2 separate regions of the Mus musculus genome follow, and region 2 is linked to region 1. The links are chromatin contacts, called in public Hi-C maps. All regions are on one chromosome and are shown on one strand. Each heading gives the region's core, a stretch centred on a gene start, on an enhancer-like site or on the middle of the called end of the contact. The rest is flanking DNA. Distances are from core to core; before and after follow the strand shown.

What was found. A called contact is a pair of places that touch in the nucleus more often than the background predicts.
Region 2: a Hi-C map of cerebral cortex shows a contact between it and region 1, with 4 times the contacts expected there. The contact joins two enhancer-like sites. A contact is called at or near these places in 4 of 484 Hi-C or Micro-C datasets (the AML12 cell line, cerebral cortex, embryonic fibroblasts and 1 more) and 2 of 115 datasets of contacts at active chromatin or transcription factors (T-cell acute lymphoblastic leukemia and astrocytes).

The regions. Positions count from the first base shown.
Region 1 is chr13:110,555,322-110,559,705 of GRCm38.p6, forward strand. No RefSeq gene overlaps it. Among named protein-coding and RNA genes, the nearest start is that of Gm32990, 11 kb to the right of the region's middle. Within about 2 kb of position 2,895, at least 51 of the 459 cell types and tissues checked have an H3K27ac peak or open chromatin away from gene starts, as enhancers often do. A contact at or near this core is called in cerebral cortex, where this site is marked.
Region 2 is chr13:111,393,137-111,397,366 of GRCm38.p6, forward strand. No RefSeq gene overlaps it. Among named protein-coding and RNA genes, the nearest start is that of Gpbp1, 95 kb to the right of the region's middle. Within about 2 kb of position 1,460, at least 13 of the 459 cell types and tissues checked have an H3K27ac peak or open chromatin away from gene starts, as enhancers often do. A contact at or near this core is called in cerebral cortex, where this site is marked.

The DNA.
Region 1 (4,384 bases), core at 1,645-4,144:
CTTTTGTTTTATTTTCTGGCTCACCAGTTAGACAATGATCTCCTCCAGTTTGTCACTCAACTTCCCATAGGTCATTCACAAGTTACTCTTCTGAAGATGACTTTATTCTCCATATATTCAGACTGGAGACTCTGGCAGGGAATGTAGGGCACCTGCAACACTACCCAGACCCACTTCCAACCAGAAGCAAAGCCCAGACCTTTTTGTGTATTTCTTTGATTGCTAACATTGTCACTAACTAAAAGTCCCAACACATAGCCTATATTTTGTGACTGTCCTGACTGCTAGTGTGGTTATAAATAGAAGCATTGTGTGGGATTTCCAGGAAGCATCCTTAAAAGCAAGGGACCCTTCCCCTCTTCCTTCTTCCTAGGATCTGGAATGCGGATGTGATAGCTAAAGCTCCAACAGCCATGATGGTCTCCAAGACAACCTGGCAGGGAATCACAACAGGAGGAATCTGGCTTCCTCCTGACCTTGAAGTTGCCAGAAGATCCTGCTTGTCTGTCTGTCTGTCCTGTGTGCCCAAAAGGTCTCAAGTAAGGCTCGCCATGCTTTGAAAAATATCAGCAGTTTATATATCTATCTTTTCTTTATATTATTAGCTCTTAAATAAAAGGATGATTATTATTTTTTTAAGCAACTTTGCAAAGCTTCTAAAATGAAAGGGTTACATTAAAGTGTTTTAGCGAATGCATTCATGAATAAACAAATTTATAACTACGTGTGACTCAGACATTTGCATGGTTCTTTGACTGTGAAACGCACAGATGTCTACACATGTGCAAAACCTTCAAGCGGAAATGGGAGCCCTGCTTTTACTGCTGCATGCTTTATGGTAAGTCACACTAATTTAGCATGTTTATTCTCCTCAATGTAAGAAAAGACTTACAGAAAACACTATTAAATTTCAGAGCTGCTCCTACTCATCACCGTCTCTTGAAAAAAAAAAAAAAACACTTCCATTTCTATTTTCCTAATGCAAAGGTAAGATGTCTCTTGTATCACCAGTGATCACTGGTGCTAGTTGCCAGTGGTTATATGGTGTCTGTCAGAATCAGCAGCAGAATATAGAGAACCCCCATGTAGGAGTGGCATAGGAACAATAGTGACTTGTTTTCATCTCATATCAGAAGAATCCCAAGAGATATTATCATATGTTAACATTTGTTGGAAATATCAGAGTTTAAAGGTCCGTTGTTGAGGGTTAAGGGACTTTTTAGAGGTAGCTTTTGCCAAGGCACGTGGATGAGGCTGAAAATGGAGGCGTGGCATCATGATGGTCAGGCGAAACCCAGCATCACGACTGCTAGGGAGCTTGGTTAAGTAGGAGAATTCAATGGCTTGTTTACTAAAAGGAGACCATTGCTGCTGGGAGCTTGGAGAATTGTTATGGTCCAGAATTGTTAAGCTTAGGGGGGAGAGAGAGAGAGAGAGAGAGAGAGAGAGAGACAGAGAGAGAGAGAGAGAGAGAGAGAGAGAGCAGAAATCGGCATAAGGAGATGTGGCCTGTTCTGGGTAGGATGTTCTCAAAATAACCAGAAAGCCCCAGTGAAGGCGTTAAGCTTGAGTGTTCTGTAAGATGACTAAAAGCTTTAGGAGTATTTAAAGGAGATGAACAGCAGGGAGGGACAGGGTAGGAAGTCAATCTGGCCAGAACAGAACACTTCAAAATGGTTTTATCTGAACGTTTTGAACCCTTGACACTGAGTCACTTAAAGGAAGTAGCCAATCCCCAAGGAGTGACTGAAGACACGGGATATAGATGCTGTAGCTTTGGGGTGCATTTCCCAGTATCTAGAAGTCGGGTACATATTTTGCCAAACCAGGCTGTCCTGCCTGGGGCAATTCCAAAGTAGAGGTGGGTGCTGAGCCAAAGCGATCTCTTTTCATGTGCACAGACCTATGCACCTCATACCACCACCCCAAACCTGGAATCACCATCACCAGCATCATTACTGTGCCCGGAGATATATTAGGAGTGGCTACAGCAGCAACAGGACCATCAGGGAAGAAGCAGAATTTGTTAGATGTAGTGATTAGGGTTTGGAGCTTTTTGCTGTTGTTGTTTTCGTTGTTTTGTTTTGATTTTTTTTTTTTTTTTTGCTTGTGGATGTATCTCCTGCTATTTTTTTCCATCAAAGGAATATTCTGTGACTAGCCCTATGTTCGAGGGCAGGGTTGCTAAATACCCAACAGTAAATGAACATTCATTTGAGCAGCAAGTCCTTCCCCATGCATGTGCTGTGTTGAAAGCTGACCATACAGCTGCTGTGAGTTCTCAGCGTTCTGAGCCAAAGTTCAGATCCTGGGGGCTTGGACAGATGTTCAGGAGGAAAGCAACTGTCCATTCTCTTTTGAATGCTAGCCTACAAGGATGCTTGAGATGGGAGGGGGGAGGGAGGGAGGGAGGGAGGGAGGAAGGGAGGGAGGGAGGGAGGGAGGGAGGAAGGGAGGGAGGGGAGAGAGGACTCAAAATCTTAGTGGCAGATCTGGGCAAAGAAAAGAGGCAGGTCCTTCTTTCCCATTATTATACTGGTTAAGAATCAACCGTGAGCAGAATAGGGGAGAAGTACTAGTAAAAAGGGGACAGGCAGGTCATGAGATCTTAATAGCTCTTGTTAGTACACTTACTGACAATGACGTAACGCAAAATGTCTGGATTATAATTCTAGTCAGGAGCACTGGGCACAGCATCACGGTGTCTGACTCCTTGCGCACGTGCAGAGAGCAAGGTTACTCCGAAAAGAGATGTAATTTTCCCAACCGGGGTAACTCATTTATTTTGATAGCTGCGGGCACACAAAAGAGAGCAGGCGTAGTTGTTAGTTGCAGGTGTTCTTTGGAGTGTGCAGATTGGCAGGGTCTGCGTGGTGGAAAACGTATAGACTTCCTCTCCAAATAGAACCTGGGAAATCATCCAACACGTCCCACTTTCCTGAGAGGAAGCAAGATGTGGGGACGGGAAAGCTGTGTCAATAAGGCAGCGCGGCAAAGGCTTTTGTGATTGTTTTCGTATCATAAATATTCTGCTGCCCAGCTTATGAGCGTGTGATTCCAAACAATGGTAATTTGCTGACATTCTTCAACAAAACTGTGAAGGACTCGGGCTTGCGGTCCCTTCTCGCGGAATCCTCTGTACAATAACACAGAGAGGAAATTTCACGACTTGGGCCACCCTTATGAAACCACAAACGCTAATTAAGACGAGGAAGACTGAATTTCCACCCTGTAATAGGCCCAGAAAGATGACCACGTGAGCTTCGCAGGAGGAGTTTCCTGCTTTGGTGCATAGCTTCATTTCTAGGATAATTTTGAGCTTCGTTCCAGAAGTAATTTATCCGACAGTTCAGGGTCTGTTTCCCCAAATACCTCTGTGAGGCTTCCAACAGACATTAAACTAACTCACCTTCATGGATCCAGTGTTACAGTAGCACAGTTTCTCATGTATGACATTTATCCATTCAGACTTAATCACACAACTTGCCAATTCAACTCAGTCAGCCCCTCCTCTTCTTCCTCTGGCTGCAATGGCCCCAGACATCCTCTAGGTCATCTTTCCTCAGCAGCAGCTGCTGCTTCTAGGTGACAGCAAAGCAGAGCAAAGAGAGGCATCGCACCTCTTGAAGTTCCAGATACTGGGTTCTGTAGCCTAATCTGGAAGACAGTTCAGGGTTAGACACATCTCTGAGGACAGTAATCCTTATGTCTGAGTTACCTTGACAAAACTCCGAAATCAAAGCTGGGTCTATGGCAAGTTTGTTTCATTATAAGGGCAACAATGTATCATTTGTCATCTGAAGGGAAGCTTTGCGTCTTAACAGCTACTGAATAGGCATGGAGAGAGCTGTCACTGTTAGACAAAACTATTTTCTTGTTTTGAAATGGGGGTCTTGCTATGGTGCTCAGGCTAACATTGGTCACCTGGCACATGCCATCCATCTTGTCTACCTCCCAAGCACCAAGGACTATAAGTGTGTGCCACTGTGTTTGGTTCTACTCATGCAATAGAGACAGGAGAAGACAACTGGTGTCATGTTCTGGACCAGGCTCTTCCCTTGAGTAGGATAACCTTATAGGGTGGCTTGACACTCAGGTTTCTCCAGGCATACAGCTTCTTATCTTTACTGATCACTCTAGGTCCAGATATAGTTCAAAATGAAGGAAAGAGACAAAGATTATAACAAGGGCCAAGAAAAGCAATTGATGTACTAGAGTTTGCACGTCAATCCACAAATCTTTACATGATCCATGGCCTTATATTCTAGGCATAATTCTGGTTTACTAACTCTTTTTGACATGTAAAGATTTCATTGATGTTCTAGAAATCAAATCTAGGGCTTTGTATAGGGTCAACAAGTATACCACAGCCGAGAAATATCCT
Region 2 (4,230 bases), core at 210-2,709, 840 kb after region 1:
TCCGATGCCCTCTTCTGCTGTATCTAAATACAGCTACAGTGTACGTACATATAACAATAAATAAATCTTGGGGCCAGAGCAAGCAGGGCTGGAGCGAGCAAAGGTCCTGAGTTCAATTCCCAGCAATGACATGATGGCTCATATCCATCTGTACAGCTACAGTGTACTCATATACATGAAATAAATAGATAACTCTTAAACACACACACAAAGACGACAGCATGGTCTAACTGTGGAAAGAAAAGAAATGAGCTGGGGGGGAGGGGCAGTGTGGGGCCAGGGAATAGGAGGGCGTAGGGGAGTTGAACAAAAGAAGAAAAAACGTATATCACATATACAAAAGTACCATAAGGATGGGCTGACCAGCTCAGCTCCCTCCCAGGCCCAGCTCCTGGGCTCTGAGATTGGCCTGCCCACCCCAACATCTACCAATGAACTGCTGGAGTGCATGAAGGAGCAGGTCCTACATATGCAAAAATAAGCATCTCCATGACACAGGGCAACATCAGGATGCCTGAGAGAAGTCTCCGTGAGGATCCAGTATTCACAGAGTCGCAGAAGCCAGAGGCCTCCGACCTGAGCCAGGAGTCATTGCAATGAACATTCACAAGCAAAGAAGCAGGCTGAAGGGTACACCATGGGACACACTGTGACACAATAGAGATTTTTTTTCCTCTGTTGCGGGGAGGTTGCAAGGGTGGGCGGCAGGTACGAGGGGAGGGGGTGGTGAATGGGACTGGGTGGCATGATAGGACATTCACAAAGAAACCAACAAAAGGATAAAATGGACAGAATTGCCCTATGGCAGAGCCAGCGGAAGGACTGAAGGAGCTGAAGGGGGTGGCAACCGCATAGGAAGAACAACAGTGTTAACTAACCTGGACCCCTGGGACTGAGCCACCAACCAAACGCTATACACAGGCTGGTCTGAGTTCTCCAGCACATATGTAGCACAGGCTACTTTGTCTGGCCTCAGTGGGAGAAGATGCCCTTAATCCTGTAGAGACTTGATCCCCAGGCAAGGGGGAAGGGAGCACCCTCTCAGAGGCAAAGGAGAGGGAAGATGGGGCAAGAAATCTGTAAAGAGGGCGGGGGGGGGGGGCGGCAACATTTAGGGATATAAAAAATGAATAAGGAAAAGAGAAAAGAAAATTCGATAATGAGCCCATTACTTTGTATGCTAACCTGAAAAGATTAATTTTAAAAATTCCCTTTAACTAAGGCCTACCATGAAGCCATGACTATCTGTGACAGAAGCAACTGGAAGACTGGCGCTTTCCCAGGACTGTGGCTTGGGTGACAAGAGAGAAATCTGTGGGACACTCTGTAAATGGGGTGTGAAACCAGGATATGAACTACCCAGGAGTCACCTCCTTCTCACACATGAGCAAGTACAGCCTCCTTGCCTTCTCGCTCACCCGCTCGCCCGCTCGCTCACTCACTGCCTCCCTCACCACTTCCCTGGCAGCCAGTGAGGTGTTTTCATTCCAATGGGGCTTTTCCAGAGCCAGGAGCTCTGAAGCTGTGGAGCATCAGCAACGGGAACTGAGCAGCCAGCATCCAGGGCGCCTGAACTGGAGATCACCTTGGAGAGCCAGCCCTACCTCATCCTTGGAGCAAGCTGGCTTGGAGTGGACCTTGAACCTGGCTCTGCCTGCTTCAGAGCTGGGGTGTAAGCATACAGACCACTACATACAATCTAGCAGTCTGCAGGAAAAGCTGGCAGGTGGAATTTCATGCCTAAGTAAGTGGAAAGAACTGAGGTTGTAGTGGTCTTTTGGGGTTTTTTTTCCCCCGTTTTATCTGATGTGCTATTTCTTTTTAATCCACTTCTTCTAACATCCTGTTGGGCCTACGCTGCCTCTTATATATTTGGGGTTGGGGAGGAGGGACAGGAAGGGAGGCTGCAGGGAAGATTGTGATGGATCTGAACAGGAAATGTCTTTTTGACAAATGAAGGCTCTCTTCCCTTGCCTAGTTCTGAAACGCCTCTGGCTTGAAAGTTCTCCATATGCTCATAGCTGTTATTTAGGTACACCACGCAATTTCTAAACAAAGAGCTCCATTCTTGGCCCCCACTTACACAGCCTGCAACAGCAAGGCAATGTTCCACTGGAGAAATACAGGAGATCTAGGGCTGAGTGAGACCACAGGTCACAGAATAAAACGTGATTGGCAATGACAATAGGACGGTGTGGGTAGTCAGGGCCAATCAGCCTGCCCGAGAAGAAGCTTCTACCTGTTTCCAGAAAGTTCCAACATTCCCATGGGTGTTGCTTAGCTAGGCTTGCTATAACAAAGCACCCTAGACTGGGTGGCTTAAAGAGCAGGAAGGTAGCCTCACACTTTTGAGACTAAAGGGCTAAGACCAAGGTCTTAGCAAGGTTAATTCCTTCTGAGACTTTGTGAATCGGTCCTGTCTCTCTTCTGGATTCTGGTGGTTTTCTACCCATTGCTATTGACCCCCCGGGCTATCACCTTGAAATCCACATTTGTATCCATATACTGCCCTCCCCACGGGCATGGCCTATGACCACATTTCCCTTTCCATCCGCACACTGTGCAGCATGCACACACACAAACACACAAACCTCACTCGATTAGAGGTAAGCAGCCAGTGTTGGTAGATCTCTTCAGCCAGGTTCCAGAGAGAGGATCCATTCCTCTGTCTGAGCCTCTGAAGGAGGATTCCACAAGCCAAAGGGTGGAAAAGCGAGCTCACCTCCTAACCCCTTCCAACTCCTGATCCCGTCCACCTCCCCTCACCCCCTCACCCCCCCACCCCACCCCCCACCCCCAACTCCCATGCCATTCTAACCCTGGATGAATCCAGGCTCTTTTCAGCTCCCACCAGAATCACTTCAATTCAGTTTAAAATCAGGGAAACTACACCACAGGTTCTCAGCCTGTGGGTTGTGACCTCTTAGGACTTGACAGACCCTCTCACAGGAGAAGCCTAAGACCATCGGGGAAACACATTATATGATGCATAACAGTAACAAAATTACAGTTATAAAGTAGCAGTGAAAATAATTTTGTGGTTATGAGGTCACCACAACATGAGAAATATATTAAAGGTTGAGAACCGCCGAACTACAGGGCTTTTCTTCAGACGTGCCAGCTCTCTGCTCCAGAAAATTCTGATTTGACCCAATTTGGACTCACTATCCCAAAAATCATACCTACTCCAATAGAAGGAAAAGCTTGTGGTCAGCTCAGGGGTAGCCTAAGAAAAGCCAGTGGACACTTTTTCTGGGACACATGGGGCCCTCAAAAAGGTCAGGCCTTAAAAGGACAAAATCCTTTGTAACTGAGGGTGAAAATCAGCTCTGGAACACTGGGGCTTTGACACACGCACACTGGCTTTCGGGTACCTGCTCCCTATAGCAAAAGCTGCTACATTTACAACCCAATTCATGAAGGCTAAGCTTCCCACTTAAGGCGGCAGGTGTTTATTGGCAAATAAAATACCCAGCATCCACCTGAAACTGTCCCATATGTCCTTTGCGGGTATTAAGCCATTAAAATCCGGTAGCTGGTGAGATGGCTCAGAGGTTAAAAGCACTGACTGCTCCTTCCAGGGGTCCTGAGTTCAATTCCCAGCAACCACATGGTGGCTCACAGCCATCTGTAATGGGATCCGAAGCTCTCTTCTGGTGTGTCTGATGGCAGCTAGCATGTACTCATATAAATAAATAAACCTTTTAAAAATCAAATATTTAAATATTTGAAATCCACACAGCCGCTTGAAGCAGGTACAAGTATTCCCTCATTTTAGCAAGGAACATGGTGCACAAAGGCCAAGCAGCCCCCCTGAGCACACCCAACCTGTGAGTGCTGGAGCCTAGGTCTGAACTTTTGACATTAATAGTCTAGGTGCTGAACTGCTGCAATGGAGGACTAATGTAACTTTTAAGGAGTTGACAGAGCAAAACGTAGACGGAAATAACCGGAAGCTACAGCTGAACCGGAACCTGCTTGACTGTGCCACAGTAGCTGCATTTGAGAATGCGCTTTCTCCCACTCAACAAGCCTAGCCAGAGAATAAACAAAACTGTGTCCCCTGCCAGCCCTGCAGCATAGTGTGAACCGAAAAGGGGAGGCAGGGTGGGAGTGGGGAGTGGGGGTGGGGAAGGTGTGCCTGCTCCTATCAGGACAGCAATCTCTGGAGCTGCAGGCTGGGCTGTAATGTCCCCTAAGAGTCTTCCCTCTTTGCTTGCTCTTCCGTAA